Regions from separate parts of the Cricetulus griseus genome. Here region 1 is linked to region 2. Evidence: chromatin contacts called from public Micro-C data. All regions are on one chromosome and are shown on one strand. The core of a region is the stretch at or near the end of the contact, and the rest is flanking DNA. Distances in the headings are between cores, read along the strand shown.

Region 1 (4,338 bases), core at 960-3,459, 270 kb after region 2:
ACACCTGGAGAGTATGTGTGAAACAACTCTGGTTTGCCTCCCTCCTTCCTTGACTCCCTGGGTGCAGTTAGGCAGAGGGTTGGTGGGTCCAGCACTGTCTGGATAGGGCTTGTAGGACTGTGCTGTGAAAGGCAGGAGCGATGAGAAAGCTCAGAGGGCAAAGTGCTTGCTGTGCAAACCTCATGACCTGAGGTCAAGCCCCAGAATCTACAGAAAGGTGGAAGAATTCTCCAGGCTCATGTCATGGCACACGTGTGCACCCCACACAACAACAACAATAATAAGTTTTAAAGGTAAGGCAGAAGCAATATCTTTTTTTTTTTTGAGACAGGGTTCTCTGTGACTTTGGAGGCTGTCCTGGAACTAGCTCTTGTGGACCAGGCTGGCCTCGAACTCACAGAGATCTGCCTCCCGAGTGCTGGGATTAAAGGAGTGTGCCACCACCGCTCAGCCAGCACAATACCTTGATGTGACATTATGACCAATGCCTAGAGTTTCCACAATGCAGCAGGTCTAGTGACACCTAGCAAGATGCTCTTGTCCACTGGAGAAATTCCAACCCACTGTGGCCATAGCAGGGTGTGGGGTACAAGTGTAAGGAGGTACTCGGTCTAGACAGTGCATTTGAGTGAAGAGCCAATGAGGTTTACAGCCTCCCATGTGCACCCCCAACTGTCCCCTACTTCTTCATCCCTGACCAGATCTCCCGCCCCTGACACCTGGGCCCAAGACAGACACACCCCAGCCCACAGGCCAGCCCTGCGGGCCAGCATATCCCCTACAGGTAGTTCCTCAAGCCACAGACACCTGCTGGAGTCCAGGGGGAGGGGCCGCAACAAGTGAGGCTCGGACCAGCTTGCTCCTTCTCTTCACATCTGTGAGCAGTTCCCAGCATCTGTGGCTCCAGTGCTGTGAGATGATGCCTCACCCCTCCCTGGGGGCCAACCCCTCTGCCTCAGGCAGGTGTGAGTAGAGATAAGGAAGCAGGTCAGGCTGGTGAGGGAAGCCAAGGGGGTCCAGGCATAATCCTTCATTCCTGGCCCCAAACACACTGAACTTCCCTTCAACAGAAACTGTGAGTGACTGGTGCCTGTAGAACTCTGGCCAGACACAGAATGGGGAGAGGCGAAGCTCCACGTTTATTGTGACCACTCCCTCACCCAAGATCCTCCTCTTCAGCCCTCTCTGCTACAGAGTTCACAGATTCCAGGTGAGCCTGCCTGAGGTGAGGAGTTGAGAAACTCTGAGCCCTCAACACAAGGGCACAGGCTCAGGACGTGCCTCATCAGATGAAGGCGCTTGCCACCAAACCTAACAACCTGGGTTCAATCCCCAGTACCCACATGGCAGGATTGTCCTCTGACTTCCACATGCATGCTGTAAGCACACCCAAACACACACACACACACACACACACACACACACACACACACACACACACACACAAATAAATAATAAAGAAATATCCCAGCCATTCCTTCATTATACTTGTGTGATGGCTAACCCTGGTTGTCAACCTAACTACATTTGGAGCCAACTAGAACCTGAGCTTGCAGGCACTCCTGTGAGGGATTTTCTTAATTTGAAACAGAAAGGCCCACCCTAAATCTGGGCCATGTCTTCTGGTAGCAGCCCACATTAAAGGACATGGAAGGGTTCTTTGCTTTTAGCCTGCTTGCCTTCACCGTCGCTGGCAAGTTTATCTATCCGGCAGCTGAGACATTCCTTCACCCGGGTTAGAGTCACCTACTCAGGGCTTCAAAGCAGACAAATGATCCATAGGTCTCCAGGAATCCCACGCCAGAGTGGGACAGCTGAGTCACCCAGACTCATGGGCTGAACAACTACTGGATTCTTGGCCTTCTCTCATGAGGCAGCCATTGTTGGGCTACCCAGAGCACAGCCTTTAAGCCGTCCTAGTCCTTCCCCTTTTCACTGTGGCTGCCGACCCTGTCAGTTCTGTGTCTTTAGAGGACTCTGACTAATATGCCAAGTTTGCTTTACTCGGCCACTTGGAGTGACAAATGTTTCTGTCATTTGAAGCTGCCAGGGTGGCAGTCCAGGATTTTATTCGGCCTCATTGGGAGCGGGGTCGGGCGGCTGAGGCCCAGAGAGATGGAGCCCAGGTCACACAGCTAGCTGTAGATTCAGTGATTCAGAGAGCCACGTGCTTGCTCAGTGCCAAGGCGTTCAATCTGGGCTTCCCAGGGAGGGAGAGGGATGAGGAGGCGTTCCTAGCAAGGCCCAGAGGACAGGGACGGAAAGGTACCAGGTTGCCATGGTTACTGGCTCACTGTGTGGCCTCAGACAGACAACCTGGCCTCTCTGAGCCTCGGGCTGGGAACAAAGCATTTCGTCCCCGAAGGGAGCACAGGGGACCTCTGGAGCAGGAAGGTGGGCTCCGTGTGGCTCCCTCCAGCACCCTGCCCGCAGTGGAAGCCCCACAAGGCTGTCGGAGCCCCTCTTCGCCAATACACACTCCACCTGGTTTTAAACATCTCTCAACGCTTCGATTCAATTTGGGAGAACTCCGCAGCTCTGCAGTGCAGAATTCATCAGCTGAGGAGGCTGCTTTCGGGGAATAATTCATTTTTCTGGTGTCGGCGAGCAGAGTAATTGGTCCGGGGGCTGGCGCTCCCTCCCTCCGGCTCTCCCTCCCAGGATGGTCTGATTTCAAGCGCAGCCCCATACGGTTAGGTCAAAGACGCAGCAATACAGAGGAGGGGGCTTCCGCCTCGTAGATTGGATTATTCCACTCGGTGGTGACGAGAAAGAGGATTTAATTCCCCTGGAAACGCCAGCCCAGAAAATCATTTTCACCAGCCCGATTCCCTCTTCCTTGTTTTTCGGGTTGTTTTGTTTTGTTTGTGTTTTTTTGGTTTGGGGTTATTTTTTTTTCCTGAGATATCTGTCTTTAAGATGCTTACTTTGAGCCTCTCCCGACAAAGCCCTTCTCCTCACACACTGCCCACTGCCTGGGGCCACCTCCTCCCATACTCAATCACCATCAGGACAGAAAACCAGGACAGAAAAGGGTCCCTGTCCCACCATGAACACCAGTGAGTCAGGAAGACCCTGTGGCCAAGAAAAGGCCAGGAGACCGATTTTCCCTGACAGGGAAGTTCTTTGCCCCTGCCATTAGGAGGCTAAGGGTCCACTCACCTCCTCCAGGGAGCCCTCCCTGACTGCTCATTCAAACTGAAGAGGTTGTTCCTGGTACATAGCCTGTTCACTGTCCCATACCTAACCTCTTTCCTGTGCCACTCCAGCTACCCGCCCTCCAGAGAAGAACTCCTTGGGGCTTTTTACAACCCCATTTCATAGAAGACATGAGTCACAGAGTGGGTGGTAATTCCCCCTCTTAAAAACAAAAAAGAATTTGATGCCAGGTGGGGGTGGTGCACGCCTTTAATCCCAGCACTTGGGAGGCAGAGACAGGCGGATCTCTGTGAGTTCAAAGCCAGCCTGGTCTACAAGAGCGAGTGCCAGGACAGGCTCCAGAGCTACACAGAGAAGCACTGTCTGGAAAAGGGGGGAAAAAAATTCCACATCAGTCTGCTCAGGGTTCTTTGGTTCATTGTTGTCTCCTGGGAGCATAATAGGTGTTTTGCACTCACAAGGGGCTTAATAAATGTTCGGGTGCTAAAATGGGTCCACCATGAGCATGTGTATGCCCAGGCCAAGCCTAAGTATAGTCTGTGGAGCACAGGAAACCCTTCCCACCTCTGCGGGATTGGGATCCAGAGTCCCGCATACCTGCTGTGTGACACTTAGCCAGGCTGCCCCTCTCTGAGCCTCAGCTCATTTGTGCCTCCAAGTGGATGACAGTGGTACAGAAGTCCCCTGAGAGGATTAAACATGGCCAGAGATGAACGGTACTTAGCTCGCCAGCCACACAGCTGTGGCATATCCTGGGCTGTTAGACTGCACTTTGGGGACACTTTTGTCATGTTCAGAAAATATCAGTGACTCACTGATCAAAGCCTGTGAGGCTTTGCTCTCCAGATGGGGTAGTAGGCTTCCCACAGAGCAGGAGACGGTGAGGGGAACCACACAGCCCATTGTCACCATGGCTCTGCATCTGACAGACAGAAGGAAAGAGGCCGCCACAGCCTCCCACCTGCCGGATACAGCACTTCACATCCGCAAGACGTGTGTACCACAGCCCTGTGGGAAGAGCACTGCTTTGGGAGTCCCTTGGACCCCTGTGGCTCTGCAGGATACGGTACGGGGGGGGGGGCCTCTATGAACCCCAGCTTCTGCCTGTACACATTAACATGACAAAGTGAAGTCTCTGGGAGGGCTGAGGGCTGCAGAAGGAAGTGGACAGTAGCTCAG
Region 2 (4,381 bases), core at 1,869-4,368:
ACTCCAGTTCCAGGACGTGGTGCGTAGATGTACGTGCAGGCAAAAACCAATATATAAAAATATATCTTCAGGGGCTGGAGAGATGACTTAGAGGTTACGAGCAATGGCTGCTCTTCCAGGAGTCCTGAGTTCAATTCGCAGCACCCACAGGACAATATAACGGGATCGGATGCCCCCTACTGGTGTGCAGCCAGGCAAAGCACCCATATACATTAAATAAAAGTAAATGAATAAAAGATAAATCTTAAAAAAAATCTCAAGTGAAATTTATGCACATCTTTTTTGTGCAATCTTGTTTTGTTCTGTTTGTTTTTTGAGACAGGGTTTCTCTGCGTAATGGGCCTGGCTGTCCTAGAACTCAATTTGTAAACCATGCTGACCTTGAACTCACTGAGATATGCTTGCCTCTACCTCCCAAGTGCTGGGATTAAAGGTGTGCACCACCACAGTCCATCAAGAAGACATATTTTCTTTATATAGTACCACAAATTAGTTGCATAATAAAAAGAACTGTTGAAAGAATAAGCTTTTGTGTTTACTGCCATACCACCTTGAAAGCAAGTTTATAGAAGAAAGACAATGGGGCAATAAAGAAATACAGAGAAATCTCAAAAACCACCATGTGTTACCATGTAATTAGGGATGATGATTAGAAAGGGTCAGGGATGGTCAGGGTATTTTCAGACACAAGTCAAGGTCATGGCTTGTGACAGATCAGGCAGGCTCCAGGAAATAGATTAAAAACAGCAACTCAGTTCTTACAGTAAATGAAAACTTATTTTTAACAATCAGCATAAGAACCCCTACCTTCAAAATGGAGTCAGGCAGGTTCCTCAGCCTGAAGGGACTAGACCCTCACCCAGCCCCCTGCTTTAGCAGCCATGACAGGCTGCAGAAAAGACCCAGCAACACCTGCTTGCCTGACCTTGACGGACCTCCGAGTAACTAGGAAGTCAGGTACCCTCCACATGGCAGGGAACCAGTCAGAAGTTAGTTGGCGGTCTCTGGGCGTGCTTTACAGTAAAAGTAGTGTAACAGTGATGTGCAGAGCATAGCAACTGCCCTGGGAGAGCCTATAGGCCATAACAACCAATTGACCAGTCAACACAGGACAGGTCACCTAGGCCCAGAGTGCACCAGTCCTGAGACTGTTGCACACCCCTAGACACTCCCCTTACTCTGCCCAACGAATTCCCACCTCAAGGTTTCTCAGGGTCCTTCTCAAGCCAGCTGCCCTGTTGGACGGACGAGTTAATCTTTGTTTTGTTTTGTTTTTTGAGACAGGATTTCTCTGTGTAGCTTTGGAGCCTGTCCTGGCACTTACTCTGTAGACCAGGCTGGCCTTGAACTCACAGAGATCCACCTGCCTCTGCTTCCCAAATGCTGGGATTAAAGGCGTGCACCACCAACGATGGGCCTGGAGTTAATCTTAACTCGTTAAACAGTAAAAGACTCTTTGCTTTTGCATCAGAATAGGTCTCTTGGTGATTTTGGGGTTCAGAATTTGGGCACAACAAACCCTGTCTCAAAATATACATATGTGTGTGTTTGACAATTCTCCAATTTAATATATAAGAAATGTATCAGTTTTTAAATTTAAAAACATTTTTTTTACTAATTGGGAGCCTTTACCTTATTTGCAAATGTTTATACACCTGTGATCCTGGCACTTGTACAACTGAAGCCTGGGGATCTTGAGTTCCAGGGTACAGTTGATGCTGTGTCAAAAAGTAAGAGAGGATCTGGGCGGTGGTGGCACATGGCTTTAATCCCAGCACTCAGGAGGCAGAGACAGGTGGATCTCTGTGAGTTCAAGGCCAGCCTGGTCTACTGAGCAGGGCCATCAAGATGGCCCAGGATAAAGGCACTTGTCACCAAATTTGAAGACCTGAGTTCAAACCCCAGAACTCACCTGGTGCATGGAGAGAACCTAACCCTGCAAGTTGTCCTCTGCCAGCACACCTGCACCTCCTCCATAAATAAACATTTGGAAGAGAAAAATAACATTAATTTAAAATGTAAAACTTGAAATAAGGAGTGGAGGGATGGCTCCTTGGTTGAGTACCGGCTGTTTTTTCAGAGGACGAGCTTCAGTTCCCATATTAGGTAGCTCACTACAGCCTGCTAATTGTAGGATTGGGATGTAGTTCGCATGGCAGATTATCTGCTTAGTGTGCAGAATCCTTGGTACCACACCAAGGCAAGTGTGTGGGTGAGTGTTTATAATATAAGCGCTCAGGGCGTTGGACAAAGTTTAAGGAGGGTTCAGAGTTTCAAGGTTATTATGGGCTATTTTGCCTGTTCTGGGCCAAACTGGGCTACTGGTCCCTATCCCTTTATTATTGGATTTTATGTGAATGGGTGTTTTGGCTGCATGTATATCTACTGTGATCTTCTTGCACGAATGCTTACCCTGTGTGTGCCTGGTGCCCTCAGAGGCCAGAAGAAGGCACAAGATCCTCTGGAACTGCATTGAGAGGTGGTTTTGAGCTGCCTTCTGGGTGCTGGGAATCGAACCCAGGTTCTCTGGAAAGGCAGATAGTGCTCTTAACCAGTGAACCATTTCTTAAGGCCTGGCCCTGTTTTCAAAGAAACAAACAAAAAGCCACCCGGACGTTGGTGGCGCATGCCTTTAATCCCAGCACTCGGGAGGCAGAGGCAGGCGGATCTCTGTGAGTTTGAGACCAGCCTGGTCTACAGAGCGAGTGCCAGGACTGCATCCAAAGCTAAACAGAGAACCCCCTCCCCCGGCAAAAAAAAAAAAAAAAGACAGGGTCTCATGCAGCCTGGACTGGCTTCGAACTTACTATATTATAAGGGATGTCCTTGAACTTTCTTCCTACCAAGTTCTACAACCACAGAGATGCACCACCAGGCTCGGCTCGCACACAGTATTTTCAACGTAGGATTTACTGGGGTAACCATCATCCCCATCACAATGAGTCTTAAACAGTAAGTGAACCAGTCAAGTACATCGCAAAACGACACGCCCTGAAATTCTTGGAATGCTAAACTACTCTTGCTGTTAGTTCATTTGTTGAACCTGGGCTCTAGCTTCTTGACCACGCCCCTCTCCGACCACACCCCTCTCGGCCTTCTCCCGGCCCTGCGGGCCCCGGGCCTGGGTTTCCGGGCCGGCCTCTTGAGGCCGATGCACAAGATGGCGGCGCCGGCGGCCCGCTGGAGGCCGCAGGCTGTGGCGGGTAGTTGAGTTGTGGTGCGGGACAGGGAGCCCCACAGGCCTCGCGCAGGTGACAGGTGGTCGGGCAGTGCCGCCCGCCCCGTGGGGGTGCATGGCCTGCTCTCTGCCGTGCCCCGTTTTCACTGCCGCCCAAACCCTGTCCGGGGGCGGAAAAGGAAGGTCAGGCCAGGCCGCCCCGCCTATCTTCGTCCCGGGGCGGTCCCCGTGAGTGGCTCTCTTTTAGAATTGACTTTAGCCACGTGTAGCTTCCATGGCTGCGTTGCAGGCCCCGGGGGAGAAGATTAATATCCAGGCAGGAGAGACGACCAAGGTCGGGGACGGGGACCCGCCGGGGGACGAGTGGCCCGAGCAGGACAGGCTTCCACAGCGTTCCTGGAGACAGAAGTGCGCCTCCTATGTGCTGGCCCTGAGGCCCTGGAGCTTCAGTGCCTCACTCACCCCTGTGGCCCTGGGCAGTGCCTTGGCCTACAGATCCCAGGGTGTCCTGGATCCCAGGCTGTTGGTGGGTTGTGCAGTGGCTGTCCTGGCTGTGCACGGGGCCGGAAATTTGGTCAACACTTACTATGACTTTTCCAAGGGCATTGATCACAAAAAGAGTGATGACAGGACTCTGGTGGACCGGATCTTGGAGCCCCAGGATGTTGTTCGATTTGGAGTCTTCCTCTACACCTTGGGCTGTGTCTGTGCCGCTTGCCTCTACTACCTGTCCACCCTGAAACTGGAGCACTTGGCTCTCATCTACTTTGGAGGCCTGTCTGGTTCCTTTCTCTACACAGGAGGTAAGAACTGGTCTGTTTCCTGCTCTAAAGTCCCAACTGCATTAACTGGAAACTGCTACTGTACATAGGAATTGTACAAGTGTCAAAGACGCTTTACTAAATTAGGCCAATTGCTGGAAATCCAAAATGTATGTGCCGTGTATACTTTGAAAACCTTAAGTTGTGAAGACCCGGGTTTGGAACTTACCAGCTAGAGACATGGCTTAGCCTTAAAGATCTCTTTCTTCGGGGGCTGGAGAGATGGCTGTGTGGTTAAGAGCACTGGCTGCTCTTCCAGAGGTCTTGAGTTCAATTCCCAGCCACCACATGGTGTCTCACAACTATCTATAATGGTATCTGTCTTCTTCTGGCGTGCAGGCATATATTCAGATAGCACTCATATACATAAAATACATAAATG

Evidence for each region. Hi-C and Micro-C count contacts between places; a contact is called where the count stands out from the background.
Region 1: a Micro-C map of the CHO-K1 cell line shows a contact between it and region 2, with 4 times the contacts expected there. The contact joins the enhancer-like site here to the promoter of Ubiad1 in region 2. A contact is called at or near these places in 5 of 8 Hi-C or Micro-C datasets (the CHK-Q cell line, the CHO-K1 cell line, fibroblasts and 1 more).

What each region holds. Positions count from the first base shown.
Region 1 is chr2:8,271,157-8,275,494 of CriGri-PICRH-1.0, forward strand. No RefSeq gene overlaps it. Among named protein-coding and RNA genes, the nearest start is that of Fbxo2, 15 kb to the right of the region's middle. Within about 2 kb of position 2,210, at least 1 of the 6 cell types and tissues checked has open chromatin away from gene starts, as enhancers often do.
Region 2 is chr2:7,996,884-8,001,264 of CriGri-PICRH-1.0, forward strand. It overlaps Ubiad1 (ubiA prenyltransferase domain-containing protein 1), which reads left to right and starts at 3,119. Exons shown (of 2, transcript XM_027398205.2): 1 at 3,119-3,981. The coding sequence starts at 3,453.